Linked DNA regions of Sus scrofa: all the other regions are linked to region 1. The links are chromatin contacts, called in public HiChIP or PLAC-seq maps. All regions are on one chromosome and are shown on one strand. The core of a region is the stretch at or near the end of the contact, and the rest is flanking DNA. Distances in the headings are between cores, read along the strand shown.

Region 1 (4,311 bases), core at 1,133-3,632:
GGAATTGGGATAATTAGAGGAAGTAGGTGAAAAATGTGGGTCAGGACAGGGCTGGACTGAGTACAATAAGGAGTTAACATTGGGCAGTCCTCCTAGAGAATCATTGAGGTCTTGGAACTCTGTGTAACAGGAAGAGCAAACTCAAATTCCTTGAAACACGAATTATAATTTGGAAAATATTTGATTTGGGAAAAAATGCCAAATTGAAAGATTTAACAGTAGATTCTCTTATTCTTGTCTGTTCTCACAGACTTTGTAACAAGGTAGATATATTCTCTTCCAACAGTCTTTTAGAGACACTGACAAACTGGGCAGCTGGATTTAATTTTTGAGAGCAAAGATGCTGTCTCAAAGCTCCCCATATCTTATCAGTGTCCCTTGACCATGATTGGTTCAAAGACATTTCCCTTTAAACTTCTGATTTTGGATGGGGAACATCTTTAAAGGTAATTTTGCCACTACTTAAGAGGAGAAAAGGAAGAACAAGCGATGTATCATATTCTGAATGCTGGTCAGGGAAAATGCATAAAATGTATCTCTGAATAGTGTAGGCTGAAAAATGGCTCTGCCCAAAATACCTACAGCCTAATCTTTGGAACCTACATAAGAGAACTTATGTGGAAAAGAGACTTTAATTACAAAATTAAGTAAAAGATCTTGGGATAGGGAGATTATCCTGTTTTATCTGAGTCCTTATAAGTGAAACATAGACCAGGGAAACAGACAGCCGTGTGATGAAAGAAGCAGAGAGACATCTGAAAATGTTATGCTGCTGTCTCAGGAGATGGAAACGGATGCATGGGCTAAGAAAAGCAAGAAATGCAGCTCTAGAAGCTGGAAAAGACAGGGAGTGGGCTGTTCCCTAGAGCCTTTCTAGACCCAAATACATTGGTTTTAGTCCTGTGGAACCCATTTTGGACTTTTGATCTCCAGAATTATAAGAAAATAAATTGGTGTTGTTGTAAGCCCCCAGGTTTGTCGGAATTTATTACCTAAACAATAGAAAATGCATACAAATATTAAATAATAAAGACAGAACTGATTGAGGCTGATGAGCATTGGCCAGTTTTTTCAACTTATACTTAATCTTTTTGTTCTTGGTATTTATCAGATAATTTGAAGGGCGTTTTTATGTGGGAACTGATATTATACAAAATGTATGCTTTCTTTCACTTATGTTCCCAATCCAGGAATTCTTTATCTTTCCAATAAGAAAGAAAAAGAGAAAAACAAAAACCAAAAACCAATGTACTACATATTTCTCAAGCCCATTTGCTCTTTTTCCTTTTCACCTTGACTTATTCTTCCTCCACTTTGTTTCATTTTTTAATGTTAGCCTATTATGCACATTATAATACTCTTAAGTGGGTTATCTCAGATTAGAAAGATCACCTTGGGCTCTTCATAGAACAGGAAAAAAGAAAACCCATAAATCACAAGGTCTTGGTCTAAATAATTAGAACTGGTTACCTGAATTTTTGGTAGGAGACAGATATTTTTGGTAAGGGCTTTGTGTTGGGTTATCCCACTGGAAAGAAGTGTCTCTTTCTTCCTCCAGCATGTCTGAGATGCTTTGAGTGGGTCAGGCAGTGCCCGTGAGAGGCTGAGACAGAAAACTCCTTTTGTACTCAGGAGCAGATTAATGAAAGAACTGAAATCAGCTTCCCTTTCACACGGTGGGGAAATACATTTGAGTTTAAGGAATAGAATCGATATGCATCTTCATCCAGAAAGCAGAAGTTTATGCAGTGGAAGCCAAAGCATAACTTGGTAAAGAAGGAAATGAGAAAGAAACTGAACTGAAAATGGCCAGCGATAGAATAAGTTATTACTCTGGTTTCTAAACTGGAGTGGATGTTGAGGGGGATAGCGCTGGATTACTGTTAAGAGGGAAAGGCCAGAAGTGCAAAGAATGTGCTTATATTTGGTAGAGAATATGAAGCATGAGGATGACCTCGATAGCCTAGATACCAGGAGAGCTCACATTGGACACACCAGCGTGTGACGAGTTGTAGATCGCTGTGTATACTTCAACAAGAAAGGTGGGAAGGGATTGCATCCCTAAGATAAATGGATATACTTTATTGGTTGGGGTGATGCAGTTGCTGTGACAAGTAAACTTCAAAAGACTGCTCATTTAACACAAAGTTTGTTTTTCCATCCCGTAACATTTTAGCTCAAGTAATCCTGGTTAGAGGGTATTTTCCCTTCAAATGGGACCAGGACTCCTTCTTCTCTGTAAAACAGCAGAGTCTCCTACTTGTAGCCATTGGAAAGGAAAAGACAAGGTGACACATCTACAGCTGCTTCTTCAAAGTCATAACCTTGGTCCTACTGTACAGCACGGGGAACTAAGTCTCTTGGGATAGCCCATGACAGAAGATAAGAAATGGAATATATATTATATATGTATGACTGGGTCATTTTGCTGTACTGCAGAAATTGGCCCAACACTGTAAATCAACTACACTTTCATTTTAAAAAAAGGCATAGCTTTGGAGTACTGTGTATCATTTATGCATCCATTTATGCAATGTCTGTGTTTTAGATCTAAAGGTTGGTCCTGATAAATAAAATTTTTGCCTGGTTGGCAAACTTTCTAAGACAATTTCACTTTAGAAGGGAAGCATGAATTATTTAGCAGACAGAGGGCCATTTTCTGCCACAACCTGTGACTACAGCGTTGGTATAGAGAAATCTGATGCTTTAATTGTCATTCATATATTGGCCATTTGTTCTCATGGCCAGAGGTCAGGTCTCAGGAATTTATAGTCTGCAAATCTCAACAATCCGCAAAACTCTCTCTTGCTTAAGTATCTCACTGGATCAATCATGGATCTCTGTAATGGAAGAAAACAAGTGATTCTCTCAAGGAAGGGGCAATCTGAGAGCACCTAAAAAAGACATTTTTATAAAGTTTGGGATAGGAATCAGGGGACCAAAGAAAGGTGGTGAACTATGCACTGGGAAGCTATTATCATCCCCAGGCCTGAAGAGTTAAGGGGAGGGTGTTTATTGGAACTTCGTGGCCTATCTGATAGCCTAAAAGATAGAATATGCAGCATTTGCCAAACCATAGCATGGTGGGAAAGAACCTGGGGCATAACACCCTGACCACTCCCCATTTTCCCTTTCTGACCACCGCTGGTACCTCTCAGTCGCCAAATGAACTGGAAACACGAGGCCGGGTTTACCCAGACAGTGCCGTACATTGGAGCTCTGCCTCCCAAGGCACAGGGTGGGGCCAAGAGGTTCTCAAGAGGCGGATGGAGCATATTCAGCAAATTCGTCAGACCTATCATATGATCGTGGAATGAGATTCTGATGTGGAAAACAGTGTGACTTAGCTCTCTATAGCTTTTACAATGCAATGATTTCTATCTTGGGTGAAAAAGAGGAAGAAACCATAAGCACACCAAATGTGCATGAAAAATAATGTCAGGAACACAGAAACGGAAGTGCAGCAAGTTGTCATTAATTTCCAAGTGCTTTCACATTTTATCAGTGCTAAATATCAGATTCAGAAAGATCTAGTTTTCCCCCACAATTCTCTGATAAATTTCTTTGGGGGAACCACTGGGCTCTCCCAATCAAAGATTAGTATGTTACTTGTATTACTTTTTAAATTTTTTTTTTTCTTTTCGTTTTAGGGCTGCACGTGTGGCATATGGAAGTTCTGGGCTAGAGGTCGAATTGGAGCTGCAGCTGCTGGTCTACACCACAGCCACAGCAGTATGGAATCCAAGCCGCATCTGTGACCTACACTGCAGCTCACAGCAATGCTGGATCCTTAACCTACTGAGCGAGGATCGAACCCGCATCCTCCCAAAGACAATGTCTGATCCTTAACCCACTGTGCCACAGAGGAAATGCCTACTTTTGATGTCTTTATTATACTACCTTATTTATTGCTTGTTACATTCCAAGTACTGTTTCAAAGGCCTTTTACATGAATTATTTTGAGTTTCACAACAGTTCTATGAAACAGACACTATAATTAGTATATTGGAACTAAATTGCAAATTGAGGCATGGAGAAGTCAAAGTATTTACTGAAGTTCAATTATGCAGTAAGTGGAAGAGTTAGTATATAAACTAAGTGGTCTGGTCATAGAACTTATGCTGTTAAAACAGCATAGACACTATTCTATTCAAACCTCTTCCTCTGGGAGTTCCCATCATGGCTCAGCAGAAACGAACCTGACTAGTATCCATGAGGAGGTGGGTTCCATCCCTGGCCTCACTCAGTGGATTAAGGATCCAGCATTGCCGTGAGCTGTGGTGTAGACTGCAGACTCGGCTTGGATCCTGT
Region 2 (4,311 bases), core at 1,226-3,725, 110 kb after region 1:
TGATGCCTACTCTGAATACCCTATTAAAATTGCAACACACACTCTTACTCCTTGGCTTTCCCAATCAGTGCCAACCTGGCCTATCGCCCCCCACCCATGCTACTTATACTGGGTTACCAGATAATTCATTTATTATTTTCAGTCTTTTAAATCTGTTTTAATTCTTCTTCCTAGAAGAAGGCTGGAAATCAACATTTAAAACATACGTAGGATGAGGGAATTCATATTCAAAATACATAAAGAACTCTTACAACTCAGTAGTAAGCCAATAACTAAATGGAAAACGGACAAAAGGAGTTCGTGCTGTGGTGTAATGGGATTGGTGGTGTCTCTGGACAGCTGGGACGCAGGTTTGTTATCTGGCCCGCCACAGTGGGTGGAGCTGCAGCATAGGTTGCAACTATGACTCATATCTGATCCCCGGCCAGGGAATTCCGTATGCCAAATACATCTGATTGTATGTGACTTTCTGTAAGATTTACAGAGCCTGAGGCCGGAAAACAAATTGAGGCTCACACATCCTGTTGTTTAAATATTCATATTTATACAAGCTAACAGAATTTTGTATATTCTATCCTCCTATTTGGACAAATTTAACTGCAGGACCACAAAACTGAAAAACATGTTAAAAGAGCAAAAGTGATGGAGGTGAATGTGTGATTTTTTATTTTATGATTTTTATTTTTTCATTGTAGTTGATTTACAATGTTCTGTCAATTTCTACTGTACTGCAAACTGATCCAGTCACATGTCATATATATATATATATATATATATATATATATATATATATATATTCTTTTTCTCACATTATCCTCCATCATATTCCATCTCAAGTGGCTGGGTATAGTTCCCTGTGTTCTCACTGCTTAAACACTCCAAGTGAAATAGTTTGCATCAATTAACTAACCCCAGACTCCCATTCCATCCCACTCCCTCCCCTTTGGCAACCACAAGTCTGTTCTCCAAGTCCATGAGTTTCCTTTTTGTGGAAAGTTTCATTTGTGCCATATATTAGATTCAGATATGTGATATCATATGGTATTTGTCTTTCTCTTTCTGACTTACTTCACTTAGTATGAGAGTCTCTAGTTCCATCTATGTTGCTGCAAATAGCATTATTTTGTTCTTTTTATGGCTGGGTCGTATTCCATTGTGTATATATACCACATCTTCTTAATCCATTCCTCTATCAGTGGACATTTAGGTTGTTTCCATGTCTTGGCTGCTGTGAATAGTGCTGCAATGAACATACAGGTGCATGTATATTTTTCAATGAAAGTTTTGTCCGGGTTTATGCCCAAAAGTGGGATTGTTGGGTCCTATGTTAGTTCTATATTTACTTTTCTGAGGTACCTCCATACTGTTTTCCCATAGCGGTTGTACCAATTTACATTCCCACCAACAGTGTAGGAGGGTTCTTTTTTCCACATACCCTCTCCAGCATTTGTTATTTGTGAATTTATTAATGATGGCCATTCTGACAGGTGTGATTTGGTATCATAGTAGTTTTGATTTGCATTTCTCTAATAATCAGTGATGTTGAGTATTTTTTCATGTGCTTGTTGGCCATCTGTATATCTTCTTTGGAGAAATGTCTATTCAGGTCTTTTGCCCATTTTTCAGTTGGTTTGTTGGTTTTTTTTTTTTTTTTTTGCTATTGAAATGTATAAGTTGTCTGTATATTTTAGAGATTAAGCCCTTATCAGTTGCATCATTTGAAACTATTTTCTCCCATTCCATAGGTTGTCTTTTTGTGTTTTTTTTTTTGTTGTTTTTTGGTTTTTTTGTATGGTTTCCCTTGCTGTGCAAAAGCTTATCAGTTTGATTAGGTCCCACTGGTTTATTTTTGCTTTTATTTCTGTTGCTTGGGAGACAGACCTAAGAAAACATTTGTGTGGTTGATGTCAGAGAATGTTTTGCCTATGTTCTCTTCTACGAGGTTTATGGTGTCCTGTCTTAAGTCTTTAAGCCATTTTGAGTTTATTTTTAAATCATTTGAAAATTCTGATGATGACAGACTTGAAAAAGAAATAGTGTCCTGATACCACTAGCATAATGGCATTATCATCTTGGATATTGATGATAACATTCTGAGTACTTTTTAATTTTCTTTTCCTTTTTCTCCTTTGTTTTTCGTGTGTGTGTGTGTGTGTGTGTCTGTGCAGGGACTGTCACACATGATGTTGACGTTTGACAAAGGAAATACTTCTTATTGTGGTTTCAGTTGCCACTTTAAAGCATAGATTTCTTTGCTTTAATTTCATCACTCTTGAGATGGTAATTTCTTAACACATGATGATTAAACCATAATGTCCTAAGGCATGCCTTTTAATTAATTAGTATTCTTATCTCCTATGGCTCTGGAAGGAAAATAGTTTTGTATCAATGTTGGTAGAATTTAAAAAATAGCCACTTGAAATTTTTTTTGCTTTATTGTTCAGGGGAAGATCTTCTTTTGAGGAAGGAAGGCCGTATGACTGTTTCGATGCTTGCTGGAACTTCCGTCATTTCCAGCAATTGTTTTGTTTAGCATTTATTTCGCGGGAGGCACACGGCATGATTACATGATTACTTTCGTTTTGAGAACACTGCTTAAAAGTGTGTTTTGCTTTAAGCTGCATCACTCTAGTTTGGAGCTGTGCTGTAAAAACGACATTTTTTATATTAAAAGTTAAAACTTTGAAGAGAGATGTTGGACCAAAGGCCACAAGACATCCAGTTACCTACTATGGGTGATGGAGTGCAGCAAACCAGTGAAAGAAATCAAGAAACCACAGAAAATGAGCGAGGTAAGAACATTTTCACTTGTTTAGAATGAAGGTTGTTTGCTGAAATTAGTATTTACTAAAAGAAAATGTTAAGCAAAAGTTTAGAAGACAGGAATTGGGTTTTGTAATTTCTTCCATCGAGGCAAAAAAAAAAAAATTCCTTTTTCAGTTAACTTCACCATAAATAAAAGTTATAATGGAATTCAGATTTGTAAATGATATCTTGCCCTTACAATTCATATTCATTTTATCTTAATTGATAATGGAGGAAGATTATCTATAAATAACACAGTTCAAATTTAGCTTCCCTCGTACTGAAGTTTAAGTGTGAACCATGTAGTCGGTCCACGCCTAGAATTCATACATGATACAAAATAAATAGCAAATATTTGTAATATTTTCAAAGATTGTTCATGTGCCCTGAGTGGAGTCCAGATAAATTGCACTTTAGAAGTACTTAAGAGTATAATGGTTACCTGTCTCCTCTACTCTTATCTAAACAATTGCTGGAACCCTGATGTTCCTGAGAAATCTCTGGCTATTTTAAAATGCAAAAGAAAAGAAAATGTACTAAAACAAAACAAAACAAACAAACAAAATACAACCAAACCAAAAAACCTTAGAAAACAGTTTGGTAGCATTGGATGCTTTAAATAGCGAGTTCAGAGTAGGTGAAATCCAAATTCTACATCTAACAAGGTAATCTTTTGAAGTTATATCAACAGGACTCTTTATAGTCAAATAAGGTGAAGAAGGGCAGGGCAGGAGGGAAATGAAACTAAAATGCATTACATACTACAATATGTGATTTGGAGACTACAGTGAGTTCTAAACTGCTGTTTAATTTCATTTCAATCTACCAGAGTATGCAGGATTCAAAAATGTTGTGGTAGTCCAGATTAGAATGCATAAATACTTTAGTCCTCTTTTTTTTTTTTTTTTTTTTGTCTTTTGCCTTTTGAGGGCCACTCCTGCGGCATATGGAGGTTCCCAGGCTAGGGGTTGAATCAGAGCTACAGCTGCCGGCCTACGCCAGAGCCACAGCAACGCGGGATCCGAGCCGCGTCTGCAACCTACAGCGCAGCTCATGGCAACGCCGGATCCTTAACCCACTGAGCAAGGCCAGGGATCCAACCGCAATCTCATGGTTCCTAGTCGGATTCGTTAACCATGGTGCCATGACGGGAACTCCCTCATTTTTTTTTTTTTTTTTTTTACAACTTAATTTTTCTGTCTGAGGTTAGAGCCAAGTGGGCTGGGGAAAATGGGATCAAAAATTAGATGACAACATGAAAATATCTAAACCAAATGTTTTAAGAATTAGCCAAACCAGACAATAAGCTTTAGTATTTCAGATTGTGTGGTTATAACTGCAGAATTAAACAAGTGATTGATTAGATTCTGTTAATGACACAGAATGCAGATATTGATAAATGGCATTTCAGCAAAAGTAAAATAATGAAGTATTATAAATGATGCTAGAAAAATTAGTAATCCATATAAAACAACATAATTCTATATTTCTATATCATCTCATATA
Region 3 (4,311 bases), core at 1,332-3,831, 86 kb before region 1:
CACAGCAAAGGAAACCCTAAACAACACAAAAAGACAACCCACAGAATGGGAGAAAATCTTTGCAAATGAATCAACTGACAAGGGATTAATCTCTAAAATTTATAAACAACTTCTGCAGCTCCATACCAAAAAAACAAACAACCCCGTCCAAAAATGGGCAGAAGATCTAAACAGACAATTCTCCAAAGAAGACATACAGATGGCCAAAAAACACATGAAAAGATGTTCAGCGTCACTCATTATTAGAGAAATGCAAATCAAAACCACTCTGAGGTACCACCTTACACCAGCCAGAATGGCCATCATCCAAAAGTCTACAAATAATAAGTGCTGGAGAGGGTGTGGAGGAAAAGGAACACTAGTACACTGTTGGTGGGATTGTAAATTGGTGCAACCATTGTGGAAAGCAGTATGGAGATTCCTCAGAAAACTAAAAATAGAACTACCATTTGATCCAGCAATCCCACTCCTGGGCATCTACCCAGAGAAAACCACAACTCGCAAAGACATATGTACTCCAGTGTTCATTGCAACACTATTTACAATAGCCAAGACATGGAAACAACCTAAATGTCCATCAACAGAGGAGTGGATCCAGAAGATGTGGTACATACACACAATGGAATATTACTCAGCCATTAAAAAGAATGAAATACCAGCATTTTTTGCAACATGCAGCATTTTTTGCAACCTAGAAACTATCATTCTAAGTGAAGTCAGCCATACAATGAGACACCAACATCAAATGCTTTCACTGACATGTGGAATCTGAAAAAAGGACAGACTGAACTTCGTTGCAGAACAGATGCTGACTCACAGACATTGAAAAACTTATGGTCTCTGGAGGAGACAGTTTGGGGGGTGGGGGGATGTGCCTGGGCTGTGGGATGGAAATCCTGTGAAATCAGATTGTTATGATTATACAACTACAGATGTGATAAATTAATTTAAGTAAAAAAATAAAAATAAAAATAAAATATACAAAAAAAAAGATATTCTATGCAGAAAAAGGGAATACAGAAAACTCAGGGAAGAGGAGCGTATGGAATCCTAATTAGACTGTCAATATTTATGATTTTTCCAAATAGTTTTCTAGATATTTTATTTGTTTATGTATTTTCTCTAATCTTTTTTAAATGTATTCTCTTCTTTTTATTTATTTTCCTGGTGTAGTTTAAAGTAAATATCAGATATCATATCATTTTGAAATACCTCAGAAGTTACCTCTAATATATAAGGATTTTTTTTTTTGCAATTGCAAATGAGATTGCAATGAGACATTATTTTTCTGATTAGAAGGTTTTGAGGTCAAAATAGGTGAGAATTCTATCAGTGAATATAAGGTGTATCTTTATTGGGATTCCATTGAAGAGTCTTCATGATTCAAGTCAATCATATAAAAATATATTCTTCAATGGCAATTCAACTGTGCTGAATATTACCCCTAACATTAATAACTATCATTTATTGAGTTGCAATGATGTTTAAAGTACAAAGCTTAGCGTTTTGCCCAATACCCCATTTGAATCCTTGTAGCGACATCAGCAACATTATCAAGTGGACATTTCATGATCCAATTCAAAGACAAAGACATTTGCCAAGATTTATAGAACAATAGGCCGGCAAAGGAAAGATTAAACTAGCTCCCTCTGGCTCCAAAGTTCTTTTCTGCTCTGTGTTATATCTCCACTGTATGAAAGAGCACTCCTGATTAAATTCTAAAATTACCCAGGTTATTATGACTAGAGATAAGAGCCATATGTAATTAACCCCCAAATTCCTAAGCCTATTTCTGAGGAAAAAAGTCAAAATTAAAAAGGAAAATATGAGACTTATTAGAGATATAGAATAGAGATAGTCTGATACAGTGAAATGAAAAAAAATATGGGGAGTTTCCATTGTGGCACAGCGGAAATGAATCTGACTAGTATCCCTGAGGATGCAGGTTTGATCCCTTGCCTTGCTCAGTGGGTCTGGGATCCAATTTTGCCATGAACTGTGGTGTAGGTAGCAGACTCGGCTAGGATCCTGTGTCACCATGGCTGTGGCTGTGGCTGGCTGCTACAGCTCCAATTTGACCCCTAGCCTGGGAACTTCCATATGCCAAGGGTGCAGCCCTAAAAAGGAAAAAAAGAAAAAAAAAAAAGAAAGAAAGAAAGAAAGAAAGAAAGAAAGAAAGAAAGAAAGAAAGAAAGAAAGAAAGAAAGAAAGAAAGAAAAAGAAAAAAGGATATTGGAATCAAATAATCTGGTCTAAATGCACACTCTTCCACAAATTCACTGCTGACTTACCCTTCTGAATTTGTTTCCTTATCTGAAAAATAAATACAAATTCTCTCCTCTAATGCTCATGGAAAACACAGTTTTCCCTTTCATAAATTACTTAGTGAAACATCCTGAAACACTATCAGAATCACCATTTTCCCCTCCTGCAATAGACATAACTCAAGAATTTGCGTCAGCCAACTTCCCAAAATGAAGCAAATACTCTCCTTCCTCCTACCAATGATTGAGTCATTCCATTAGATAGCAGCAGCTATTTAAACGCTCCAGTGGGAGCTCAGACATTTCTGCTTGTAGAAGTCCTTGGCTGCTCCACTCCCTCATTCTTGGAATAAATTCAGAAATGACACTTGATGACCTCAAGAGCAACAGTATGAAGGATCAACCTGACGAGAAATCAAATGGAGATAAAGCTGAAGGTACTGGGGGTAGGTGAATGTGTACAGGGACAGAATTAGCTTAGACGTGTAAACTAAACATAGGATTAGACGGCTGAGACACCTGAGTATGGGAAAATATTAGAGCGTTTAGAACATTTACTTAAAAGGAAAGCCAGATATGATGGTAATAAGGAAGGTGATGACCATGAATAAACTAACTTGGTATAATGATGATGAAGAGAATGAGGATAACTAACTTTTATTGAACATTTGCTGTAGGCTATGTTCTCTGATATGATTTATAAGCCTTATTTCTCTAAACCTTCACACCTTGAGATTAGCTCTATTACCTACTGTTTACAGAGGACTCACTGAAGGGGATTAACCTAAGGACCCAGTTTGACACAACTAATAAGTGGTAGAGCTAGCAGCAATCTCCCATAACATGGAACGGATATTGACCAGAGGGAACTGTTGGTGGAAAGTCTTACTCGTATACTTGCCTCTAAGTTTAGGATTTGGCAATTATTTGCAAGGTGCACGGCTCTCTTCAACTTCTTTTCTGTCAACTTGCCACACACATGCATGAACCCTATTTCTTCCTGTCAAAAAGTCTATTTTATTTGTATCATCTGAAGAGGCTAATAGGAGTGCTTTTGAAACAGGAGAACTCTGTGAATACATTTGACCACTGATTGATTTGGATCATTATACATTCACACTGGAAATTCTGTGATGTGATGTTCCCAGTCATGCAGCTGTTGACAGTTGGATTAAAGACCTTTGTTTGGATCTTAACATCTGCATGATATTAGGCAAGTCACTCACTGAATTTTCAGTTTCCTTATTTGGATATAAAAGATAACATTATCAGTGCCTAAAGTGTTTATCTTACAAGGTGAGGAGTACAAATTCATTGTATAAAATGTTTTCCTGCTGAACCAGTAATATCTGTGCTTTTGAAGTGGTGGACGACTTAAAAGATATTTGTGTACTTGTGAGCTACATGAGTATTTGTTTTACAATAATGGGAGGTTTTTTGTTTTTTTTTTCTTGTAATAAGAGTGCTGCAGCTGGTGTGAGTGGAGGATGTGGTGTTAACAGGAATCAAGTGACATTTTAAGGTTTCATTCCTATTTTCCTTTGGTCAGAACCTCAGTTCCATGTTGTAACTTTAGTGAAAAATCGAATGGTACAAACAGCACCTTCTTTAGACTTTCTCTGTTGATTAACTGATTAAAGGCTTATTTGTTTGTTGTCTGGCATTTGTTTATAGTATGTTACAACTCTGTGTGCATGTGTGCACGTGGTGCATGTGGTCTATGTTAAAAACATGAGGCTCTCTGCCCTGTGGAGGAGGTTGATCCAACCAAGGTGAACTGAGAGTTTCTTGATGTGGGGAAGAACAGATCAAATATAAGCTTAGAATCAGGTATTTGGAGTCAAACATCTGTTATTGACTCCTAGGTCCTAACTTTTGTCAGTTGTATGTCCATGACTAAAGTACTTGAATTATTTAACTGTCCCTGCTTCTCATCGGTAAAGGTGGATAATACGTTCTTTGTAGAGCCATTGAGAAAACTGGAGGTAAGTGATGCAAAGCACCAGGTGCAGACAGGATCCAAAGAATGGTTTGATCCCTTGCCTGC

Evidence for each region. HiChIP or PLAC-seq counts read pairs in DNA pulled down with a chosen protein or histone mark.
Region 2: a contact with region 1 is called in an H3K27ac HiChIP or PLAC-seq map of alveolar macrophages. The contact joins the promoter of CLEC2B here to the promoter of CLEC9A in region 1. A contact is called at or near these places in 2 of 47 Hi-C or Micro-C datasets (heart right ventricle and skeletal muscle) and 1 of 2 datasets of contacts at active chromatin or transcription factors (alveolar macrophages).
Region 3: an H3K27ac HiChIP or PLAC-seq map of alveolar macrophages shows a contact between it and region 1. The contact joins the promoter of OLR1 here to the promoter of CLEC9A in region 1.

Annotation. Positions count from the first base shown.
Region 1 is chr5:61,882,925-61,887,235 of Sscrofa11.1, forward strand. CLEC9A (C-type lectin domain family 9 member A) reads right to left here and starts at 2,383. Exons shown (of 7, transcript XM_021091240.1): 1 at 1,471-2,383. The coding sequence starts at 1,561.
Region 2 is chr5:61,994,285-61,998,595 of Sscrofa11.1, forward strand. CLEC2B (C-type lectin domain family 2, member B) reads left to right here and starts at 2,476. Exons shown (of 6, transcript NM_001256364.1): 1 at 2,476-2,792. The coding sequence starts at 2,693.
Region 3 is chr5:61,796,775-61,801,085 of Sscrofa11.1, forward strand. It overlaps OLR1 (oxidized low density lipoprotein receptor 1), which reads left to right and starts at 2,582. Exons shown (of 8, transcript NM_213805.1): 1 at 2,582-2,701. The coding sequence starts at 2,626.